Regions from separate parts of the Sus scrofa genome. Here region 2 is linked to region 1. A link is a contact called in public promoter capture Hi-C data. All regions are on one chromosome and are shown on one strand. The core of a region is the stretch at or near the end of the contact, and the rest is flanking DNA. Distances in the headings are between cores, read along the strand shown. Region 1 holds the start of ARMC2 (armadillo repeat-containing protein 2). Region 2 overlaps SESN1 (sestrin-1).

The links. Promoter capture Hi-C pulls out the DNA fragments that hold promoters and counts their contacts.
Region 2: a contact with region 1 is called in a promoter capture Hi-C map of liver, with 4 times the contacts expected there. The contact joins the enhancer-like site here to the promoter of ARMC2 in region 1. A contact is called at or near these places in 4 of 5 promoter capture datasets (fetal liver, fetal skeletal muscle and liver), 5 of 47 Hi-C or Micro-C datasets (adipocytes, alveolar macrophages, embryonic fibroblasts and 2 more) and 1 of 2 datasets of contacts at active chromatin or transcription factors (skeletal muscle).

What each region holds. Positions count from the first base shown.
Region 1 is chr1:74,920,778-74,925,827 of Sscrofa11.1, forward strand. ARMC2 (armadillo repeat-containing protein 2) reads left to right here and starts at 3,047. Exons shown (of 19, transcript XM_021090841.1): 1 at 3,047-3,210.
Region 2 is chr1:75,151,074-75,156,123 of Sscrofa11.1, forward strand. The region is part of intron 1 of SESN1 (sestrin-1); the gene reads right to left. It overlaps LOC106508918 (a long non-coding RNA gene), which reads right to left. Exons shown (of 2, transcript XR_001306055.2): 1 at 2,215-5,050. Among named protein-coding and RNA genes, the nearest start is that of SESN1, 17 kb to the right of the region's middle. Within about 2 kb of position 3,013, at least 15 of the 83 cell types and tissues checked have an H3K27ac peak or open chromatin away from gene starts, as enhancers often do. A contact at or near this core is called in fetal liver and liver, where this site is marked.

The DNA of each region.
Region 1 (5,050 bases), core at 1,797-4,296:
AAATTTCTTTGGAGAGGAATGTGGAAGTGCTACCTCCCTCATCTCAAACTCAGTGAGAGGGGCTTCCCAGGGTCTGTGAAAACCCTGGGAAGTCCCAGGGTGGTCCAGGGAGAGCTAAAGCTCCATCCTGGGACAGCATGGAGGGGGCTGCATGAGCCATCACTCTCTGAGTCACTTGGGCAGGAGACGGTATGGGGTTTTCCTTGGACAAATGTGGGGTCATCCTGGGACCCATCTAAAGGGGCTGAAATGAACCCTGAATTTCTAGAGGAGGGGAAGGAGTTGCAAGTGACTAGTGGAATGGCACTGCATCCACCTAGAGTCCCAGGGAGAGATGTCCCCATTAATGGGAAACTCCAAAGGACCTGGGAAAGACCCACATGGGTTGCTTTAACCATAGGTCAGGCACAGCAAGCTCAAAGCCATTATCTCCAGGAGGAAGTGCTCCACCTTCTGGCTTCTCCATTCTCCACTTCCACCCAAGTTGGGTCTTAAGGAGACTCTAGGAAATGGGGAAGTAGTGACCCTAAGCCAACTGCATCCCTGTTGGGAAAGTCAATTCCAGACCTTAAGCCCGAGAAGGGAAGAAGGGGACAGAGCTTTACTTCCAAATTAAGTTTGAGGCATTTGTTTACACCTTGTACCCAACATTAGAATTCTAGAACAAAGCTGTAGTCGAGATGTAGTTACTGGAGGACTATCAGTTATCTAAAATGAAAAGAAACTACAGCCCTATCCAACTTTTCATCCAGAAGCAGAGGATGATAACCAACACTGAATATATTTTTAAATGGCAGTGAGAGACAAAAACAGAGTTGCATTTTGGGATCACATCTCACAAGTAGTGAACTCAAAATACTAGGTATGGTTTTATATTAAACAGACAAAGGTCTCTTTGCACAATGGCATCCAGTGGCCAGTGAAAGGGACTTAATGATATGATAATTTAAGTCCACTCAGTCACTGGAAAAGATTTTAACCCTGAAGAATACATATGCTTTGTTTCAAGCCCTAAAATTATCCAATCAACTAACAAATATTTATTGTATGTTGTATCAAAATCCTGTTGGGTACTTGGGTTGTTTTTTTTTTAACTTTACGGGAATACAGTTGACTTACAAAGTTGTGTTAATTTCAGGTATACAGCAAAGTAAACTAGTTATACATATACATATATCCATTCCTTTTCAGATTCTTTTCCTATATAGGTTACCATACAGTACTAAGTAAATTTCCCTGTCCTATACAGCAGGTCCCTGTTATCTGTTTATTCTATACATAGTAGTGTGTATATATCAATCCCAACCCCATAATTTATCCCTCCTTCCTCCACATTGTCCCTTTGGTAAACAAAAGTTTGGTTTCAAAATCTTTGAGTCTGTTTCTGTTTTGTAAGTCCTATTGTATCACTTCTATTAGATTCCACAGATTAATGATCTCATATGATATTTTTCTTTCTCTGGATGACTTACTTCACTTAGTGTGATAATTTCTAGGTCCATCCATGTTGCTGCAAATGGCATTACTTCCTTCTTTTACGGCTGAATAATATCCCATTGTATGTATGTACTACATCTTTTTTTCTTTTTCTTTTTTTTTTTTTTTTTGGCCATTTCTAGGGCCACTTATGCAGCATACGGAGGTTCCCAGGCTAGGGGTCTAATCGGAGCTGTAGCCGCCAGCCTACACCGGAGCCACAGCAACTCGGGATCCGAGCCACTTCTGCAACCTACACCACAGCTCACAGCAATGTCGGATCCTTAACCCAGTGAGCAAGGGCAGGGATCGAACCTGCAACCTCATGGTTCCTAGTCGGATTTGTTAACCACTGCGCCATGACGGGAACTCCTGTACTACATCTTCTTTATCCATTCCTCTTTTGATGGACGTTTAGTTTGCTTCCATGTCTTGGCAGTTGTAAATAGTGCTTCAGTGAGCACTGGGGTGCATGTATCTTTTCAAAATATGGTTTTCTCTGGATAGATGCCCAGGAGTGGAATTGCTGGATCATATGGTAGTTCTATATTTAGTTTTTTAAGGAACCTCCTTACTGTTTTCCAAAGTGGTCACACCAGTTTACATTCCCATCATCCTATTGGGTACTTTGAAGAATACTTAGATTCCTTTAGCTCTGCTTAATATCATTTCCCACCTAGCGCAATGTCTTATGCATACTATGTACTCAAAAATATTGTCAATGTAATTATTCTTTACAAGATACTTAGCACCAAGGGATGTGGCATTTTTCCAATGTTGACAACAACACTTCAGCTGAAAAATCCCCATATATATAAAACGTGGTGCAAACTTGAATGGAGAGTGATTATGGTCTCACTTGTATTTAACACTGTGAAGTGTTGCTGAATGTCTAATAGGAGAGAACAGAATTTAAACCAGAAACATATAAACGGGGTTCTTTTCACCAGTCAACTGTGATAACTCAGTAAGAACAAAAAACGACTGCTGATGAAAGGCCTAGACTTGAATCTACCACTGTCACCCACTAGACCACAGGCCTGCATGCTGTCTTCTGTTAATGGGGATGCCAAGCGGCTACCTCAGGGTGTCAGAACGCTCACAAAGATAATATAGAGTGAAACACCCTTTGTAAACTCTATAGTGCTTCACAAATGCAACGTGCATAGCACTTTAAATCTATTTTCTCATTCAAGCTTCACAACACCACAAGACCTAGCTAGATTTTATTATTTCCTTCTATTTTACAGAGGAGACAGACATTAAGCAACTAGTTCAGGATTATACATAACCACAATTTGAACCATTAAATCCTGAAACTCCTAAACACTAAGCTGCCATCCTCCTATTTAATAGGGGCGCTGAGATCTCACACGGATTCAATAACCGTGATTCCGTAAATTGCTAATTTGAAAGGTGACACCTTTCCCATCCCAGCTCTTCCCTGAGCATCCCTCGCCCTTTCTCGCTGCACCTGAAGCTCCAACATCCAGCCAATAGCCTTCCGCAAGCTCTTCCTACTCTCCCACCTGCCAGCGCCCCCGCTCAGCGTTTCTACGCATGCGTTGGAGAGACCTGCGCAGGCCCAGTGGGCAAGTGGCGCGGAGGGACCTCCTCGCACCTCCTTGCCCGGTCATGCCCCGCCTGCTCTTCTTGGCTGCTGCTGCTGCCTCGGGAAGCCTGGAGGATGAGCTGAATCTCCGCGGTTGTTACTCTCCCCGGCGCTAATTACAGGTGCTTTGGGTCTTGCCGGAAGCCCCCTTCCCTGCTCCCACCCCCACCCCCTGGCTTCTCCCTCCCAGCAGCTACCTGGCTATGCAGAGAGGCGGCCCCGGGCGGCCAGGGTAGGTAGTTTGTGTACGGTTACCATGGAGACGCTAGCCTGCCAGGCTAAGCGGGCGGGCCAGCAGACTGGCAAGCTGGCCTGGACCGGTGGAGGAGGGGGCTTTGCTGGGAATGGGGGAGCCGCTGTCCGCTGATCGGGAGGTGAGGCGTCCTGGCGACTGCCCCTTTCCCGCAGTCGGCCTTTCTGTTGGCCTTTCTGGGGAGAGAGGTGATGAGTTCCCTGTTCATACTCTGGGGTCAGCGGTGGCTGTCTTTAGGTCTATACACTGAGCGTTTAGCAAGCGCGTAGTGCTTATTAGAAACTCAGGAGTATTTGTTGAGTGAGACTGATAGACTGAGGAGCTTTGTCTAGGCAGACACTGACCCAGCCAGGGTCACACAAATTCTATCTGGGTTCGGGTAGGCCACAGATACGGTCTTAATAAATAGGTGTATGCAGCGATATACATTAACGTATATCCTATGTACACATAATGCCTTTTATTATCCATTCCTGTGAGTATCACAGCAGATCTTCCATCTCACCTTGATTTAGAACTATTTTATTTGGGAGAAAAGCAAATACCACTCTTTTTGGGTATCTTATTGAATTCTGATTAATTGTTTTGACAATAGCTGATAGTCAGTAAAATACTTAATAAAAATTGTTTTCAGGAGTTCCCGTCGTGGCGCAGTGGTTAACGAATCCGACTAGGAACCATGAGGTTGCGGGTTCGGTCCCTGCCCTTGCTCAGTGGGTTGACGATCCGGCGTTGCCGTGAGCTGTGGTGTAGGTTGCAGAAGTGGCTTGGATCCCGCGTTGCTGTGGCTGTGGCGTAGGCCGGTGGCTACGGCTCCAATTCGACCCCTAGCCTGGGAATCTCCATATGCCGCGGGAGCGGCCTAAGAAATAGCAAAAAGATAAAAAATTTTTAAAAAATTGTTTTCATAAAACAAAACACTTTGGTTTAATCTTTTATAAAATGTATGAAAACACTGTATAAATGCCATTTCTTTTCTTTTGCAGTTTTTTTTTGATGCAATTTTTCATTCATAAGAAAATTTTTGTTGCATCCTTTTATCACATAGTGCTTGTACAGTAGTTAACATTTTTAAGGGGCCAGGCACCATACTAAAGCAGTTTACATGAATTATGCCATTTACTTCTCAAAACAATCCTATGATAATTACTGTTACAACACACATTTTACAGGTGAGGAAACTAAGGCTTAGAGATGTTCAAAGCCTTGCCTAAGGTTACATAGTGAATTCTCAAGAATATTTGAAGCTTTACTCTAGCATCTGAGCATTTAACCGTTGCTTCTTTGGATGTTCATATTAACACAAAAGTCATTCAGAATCATGGTAAGGGGCTTGAATATTTGATGGCAGGAAAGAGTATGGAGATGGCTGGTCTTTCCTTTGTTGCAAATATCCTGATAGTGCAGTGTTGTATTTAGCAAGAAGACTCTGTTGCAGGTGACTTAGCAGCAGCATTAAAGATGGGTCTTTGTAAGTGGGTATAAACTGTAAACGATGACTTGTAACTTTCCCCCCAACCAATAAGAACTATTTTGTTCAATAAGGTCTCCAGTTTAAAATTTCATACTCCTGATGTTGTTCATCCTCTAGAGGTCCTGTAAACATCATAAACTCAAAACAAAACTCAGCTACTTTGCTCTTACCTTCAAAGTTCATATTTCCTCCTATTCCAAAAGGCCACCTTGCCTCCCAGCCTCCCTAGGTTTGC
Region 2 (5,050 bases), core at 1,763-4,262, 230 kb after region 1:
TTAGCTTTATTAGAAGAAACAGAAGTATCCATTATAAAAATTTTGGGAAAATGTAGAAAAGTATAAACCACAGCCCAAATGTAACCACTGTTAACATTTGGAGATTATATATACATGCATTTCTTTGATTTTAAGTGTATATGAGAAAAGTAATTTAATTTTCATCAAATTTTTGGCCAATATATTAAAAATTAATATAAGAAAATGATAAATGATCTTTTTAAACTAAAATCAAGAGCTTTCCCTACAACTGAAAAGACCCTAGCCTCAACTTAACATTGTATTCAGTGGGGTGAAAATTTTTAAAAATTGCTATCAGTTACATAATCATTTTGGCCTAGTTTTGAAATAGCCAAAATCTATAAGAACTGGAGCTTATAAAATGAAAAAAAGAAGTTATTTCATCTGTTCCCTTTCAGATAACACTAAACCTATAGTAAAGTATACCAATTTGAGTTTGGGACATCTGAATAAAAATTTGAGTTTGCAATAATGTTTGATCTCATTATTTACTTGGGAATGCTCATTAAAGTTTTAGGTTTTATATTTATTTCCCTTTCCCCTCAAATCACAGAGACAGCTAAGATTTGATTCAATGCTCATTAGATAATCATTAAATGATGACAAGAAAACCATCTGCTACTTCCTACCTTCTGGACAAATGCTGTTTTACATTTAGTACACAGAGTGGGAAGCAGGGAATTTCTTAGGATCACACAGGAATAATAAGGGCAGAAGAGTCATGGGGAAGATGGAGAAAAAAGTGAAAGGTCAAGAAGCTGTGAGAGGGAAGTGGGCAGGCCTCTCCAACAGAACCTTGGTGGGTGCCAATCAGTGATTGGAGGAGGGCATCTATTGGCCAGGATGGGGTGAGGTTCTTTTATCAGGAGACTGGTTGCAAGGATGGGGAGAGGGACAGAGCCTGGGCTCAAAGTATCACTTGCTGGACCACACCCTCTGTTGGCATTAACTAGGTTTCTGAGAATATAAATTAAATCACAACTTGGGAGTTCCTGTCATGGCTCAGTAGTTAACAAATCCGACTAGGAACCAAGAGGTTTGATCCCTGGCCTTGCTCAGTGGGTTAAGGATTCGGCATTGCCGTGAGCTATGGTGTAGGTTGCAGACGCAGCTCGGATCTGGCATTGCTGTGGCTCTGGTGTAGGCCACCAGCTACAGCTCCAATTAGACCCCTAGCCTGGGAACCTCCATATGCCATGGGAGTGGCCCTAGAAAAGGCAATAAATAAATAAATAAATAAATAAATAAATAAATAAAATCACAACTCTTCACAGTAAACAGGGAGATGTGCTCTTCCTTGCACCTAGCTTCAAAAGTTGAGTTGTTGTGGCAGGCTGCTTTAAAATGGTTCCCAATGATTGCTGCCCTGCCTCCTGGTGTTCATTCCATTGTTTTTATATGCTCCCCTTGGGTATGGGCCGGATCTTGTGTGTTGCTTCCAATGAACAGATTAAGGCAAAAAATGATGGCAATGTCCTTTCCAAGATTAGGTTATAAAAGACTGTGGCTTCTGGGAGTTTCCATCATGGTGCAGTGGAAATTAATCCAACTAGTATCCATGAGGATTTGGATTTGATCCCTAGCCTCATTCAGTGGCACTGCTGAGAGCAGTGGTATAGGTCACACACAGGGCTTGGATTTGGAGTTGCTGTGCTGTGGTAGGAACAGCAGCTGTAGCTCTGATTTGACCCCTACCCTGGGAACTTCCACATGCTGCACCTGCAGCCCTAAAAAGCAAAACAAAAACAAAAACAAAAACCCCCCAAAAAAGACTGCGGCTTCTGTCTTGCTGGCACTCTTTGCTAGTACCTGGCTCTGGTTCTTCTCAGGTACTTTCTCTGAAACGCAGGTGGAGGGACCTGCATGGCAAGGAACAGAGCGAGCTGCCAGTGAGCTAGCAGCAAGGAATTGAGGCTCTCAATTCAACAGCTCTCAAGGAATTGAATCCTTCCAACAACTATGTGAGCTTGAAAATGTGTTCCTTGCCATTTGAGCCTCAGATGAGACCACAGCCCTGGTCAAGACATTAACTAACTGCAGCTTCATGGGAGACCCTGAAGCAGGGATCCTATCTCAACTATAACCAGATTTCTGACCCACAGCAATTGAGACAATGTGTATGGTTTTAAGTCACCAAATTTGTTATGAAGGAATAATTCAGTTGTTAAACAAAGAAACACTGCTCAAGCCCACCTGAGAGACAATACCCTGAGAGTCTCTGTCACTGGCTTGTAGCAGCCTCCCCAGTCACCACCAAGGCCTGAACCCTGCTTGTCTTCTTGGCACAACTGGGTACTCTTTTTGTGGGTTGCTGATTACGTTCTCCTCAGTTCACCTGCTGGGTCTCTCTCTCCCACCCAAGGGCTTTTGTACTTCCAATATCTGAAATAAATAACAGAACATCTGAGCAAACTTCCTAGCTCCATGCTTCAGTGACCAGACCAGCTTGGAATTGAAGTGCATGTGTGGTTTCTAAGATAAACCACCTATCCTGACTATATATTATTAATTTATTAATTTTATTGCTTTTTGGAGTTTCTGTTTCCTATTTACCAACTGGTATGAAAATAGTATTTAAAAAAGTACTGCTGTGCCAGTGCATACTGATTGAACATCAGTTTATGCTATAAGGTTAACTCATCAGACAATATTCAAGATTTGAGTTCTATTTCCTTCCAATGAGTTTTTTAAATATAACGAATGCAATTTTTACAACTACTTTTAGCCAGCTCAAACATTAAATTATGATGGCATTACCACATGGAAACAGCCAAGCTAGTGTTTTATTCATAATAAAGTGAGAGAGGGCTCAGACAAAAGTTATAGTTACATGTTCACACACGCACTGACAGACAGCAAAAGGAAAATAAAAGGGGGCCAGAGAAAGGAAACAAAAATGAGGCCAAACTTAGTCTGCAGGGAAGAACAACAGAGCATTAGTTACAGCCAGTCATAAGAGGTTTGGTTTGGGCATGCTGAGGATAGAAGCAGTGTGTACTTGTGTAAACAGATAAGCTGAGAAGAAAAGTTAATTATTACATTAAAATTTATTTGCTCCACTAAGCTGTCTTTATTATCCCAACCCACTCAGATCTTTCCTTGCTCTGAATTACTGTAACACTGTGAATGTTATATAATTTTCCCACATTGATTTTAAGTCATATTCCAATATAAAAGTAACATGTGCTCACGAATAAAAACACAAAGACTATAGGAAAACAGATTAGTGGTTAAGAACATGGAGTCAGACATGCCTCCTGACTCTCCATATTCAGTACTTGAATTAAGTTACCTAATAGTTCTGTTTCTTCATCTATAAAAAGTAAAATTCAAGTCACAGAACTGTTGTATGTGTAAAACTAGACATTGCAGGGAAATGGGCCTTCAAAGGAAGTACAGAGAAAGTTTGTATACATTATTTCAGAATGTGAATGTAAACCTTAAGTGGAAAAACACAAGAGAATAACAGGAATTGAGTCTTGCAGATATGGTGTGACCCTGGGAGTGTCAGTAGCAATTGCACCACCTTTAGGAGCACTGGGGGCCAGGGAAAGCAGCACCCAAGCAGGCTGCAAGTGCTTCTTCTCAAAGAAAGAGCCCAGATTTGGAGAAGGTCCTGTTTCCTTAGCTAAAAAAATCAAGAAACTTAATCCAGTCTCAAAGTGAGGGGGTGCATTCATATTTGTGTATTTGTTTTGGGAAGATATCTTCCTCAAAACCTGTAACCCACCTGAAATCTGACAAATGTTATATGTAAGATGCTTATAACTAAGCATAGCATACAGTAAACACTCAATAAAATTATGTTTGTTAATAATTATTATTATAAAAAGAAATATAAAATCTCTAATAATCTAATCTAACTCTTCTGGTACATGCAGATTTCCTGACATTTCCCTCTCTCTATAAAAATATATATATTTGGCCTACTATTTTAAAAGTTGCTTTTCCACTTAAATATATAATTTCTTCTTTTATGTATTTTAAAATAATTTTCAATAACTGTGTTATAGTCCTTTATACAGATGTACTATAATTTAACAATAATTTAATAACTGGATATTTAGATTATCAACTTATATATAAAGATATGTAAAGATAACACATTTACATCATAAATAACACTTACAGGGATTATCATCATACATCAATCTTTTTCAGATGATTTCCTGGATGTGTAATTACTATGTAGATACACTCCCACCAAGAGAGTTCCACAGCTGTCAACATACTACCATAAAATTTAACATTTTTAGTGAAAGTCTTGATTTATTCTTAATGTTTTTCTCTAGATTATTGCAAAATTCTTAATGGTAGTGGTTGTTTTCAACTTTTTATATCTCTCACAGAATTAGAATAGTATCAGGCATAAAGAAAGATTTAAAATGAATTCTTATTTTTAAAAAGTATACCCATTTCAGCCTTAGATGGAGAGGGAGATCAGCTAGAGGTGAGGTGGAGTTCAGAAAAAAAAAAAAAATAAATAACCCTGTTATTAATTATTTTAAGAAAGCAGAAAGAGCCATAATATAGTTTCATTCCAACCAATAAATGGCATTTAATATAAATTTGTAGTACTAAATGACAGAATATTTACCTCAAGGTTTTACTCTTCACATTTTACTATACAACTACTTCCAAGTTCAAATCAGGAACCAATGAAGACCAGCATAAACTGGAATTAAACACCTCTTAATCTGAACAATAACCACTAAAGATTTATTTACAATAATACAGTGCACTAAAGGGAATAAAAAATAATAAAAACAAAATCAAGAAAAAATATGCATTGCTTGGTGAAAAAGCAAAATACAAGTCTAGCTTGGAGACAGACTTTTGTTTTGAAAATTACTTTTATATGTTAAAATGAAAAAAAGCAGGAAAAGGGCTTGTCAAACACTCATACCGCAATACTCACTACAGACCCAATCATGTGAGATTTGCTTAAATCTCTAGCATCTAAGGTAGATGAACTAAATGTTTAAGGTGGCATTTAGGGAAAAAAAGTATATGTAATCATTTGTTGGTA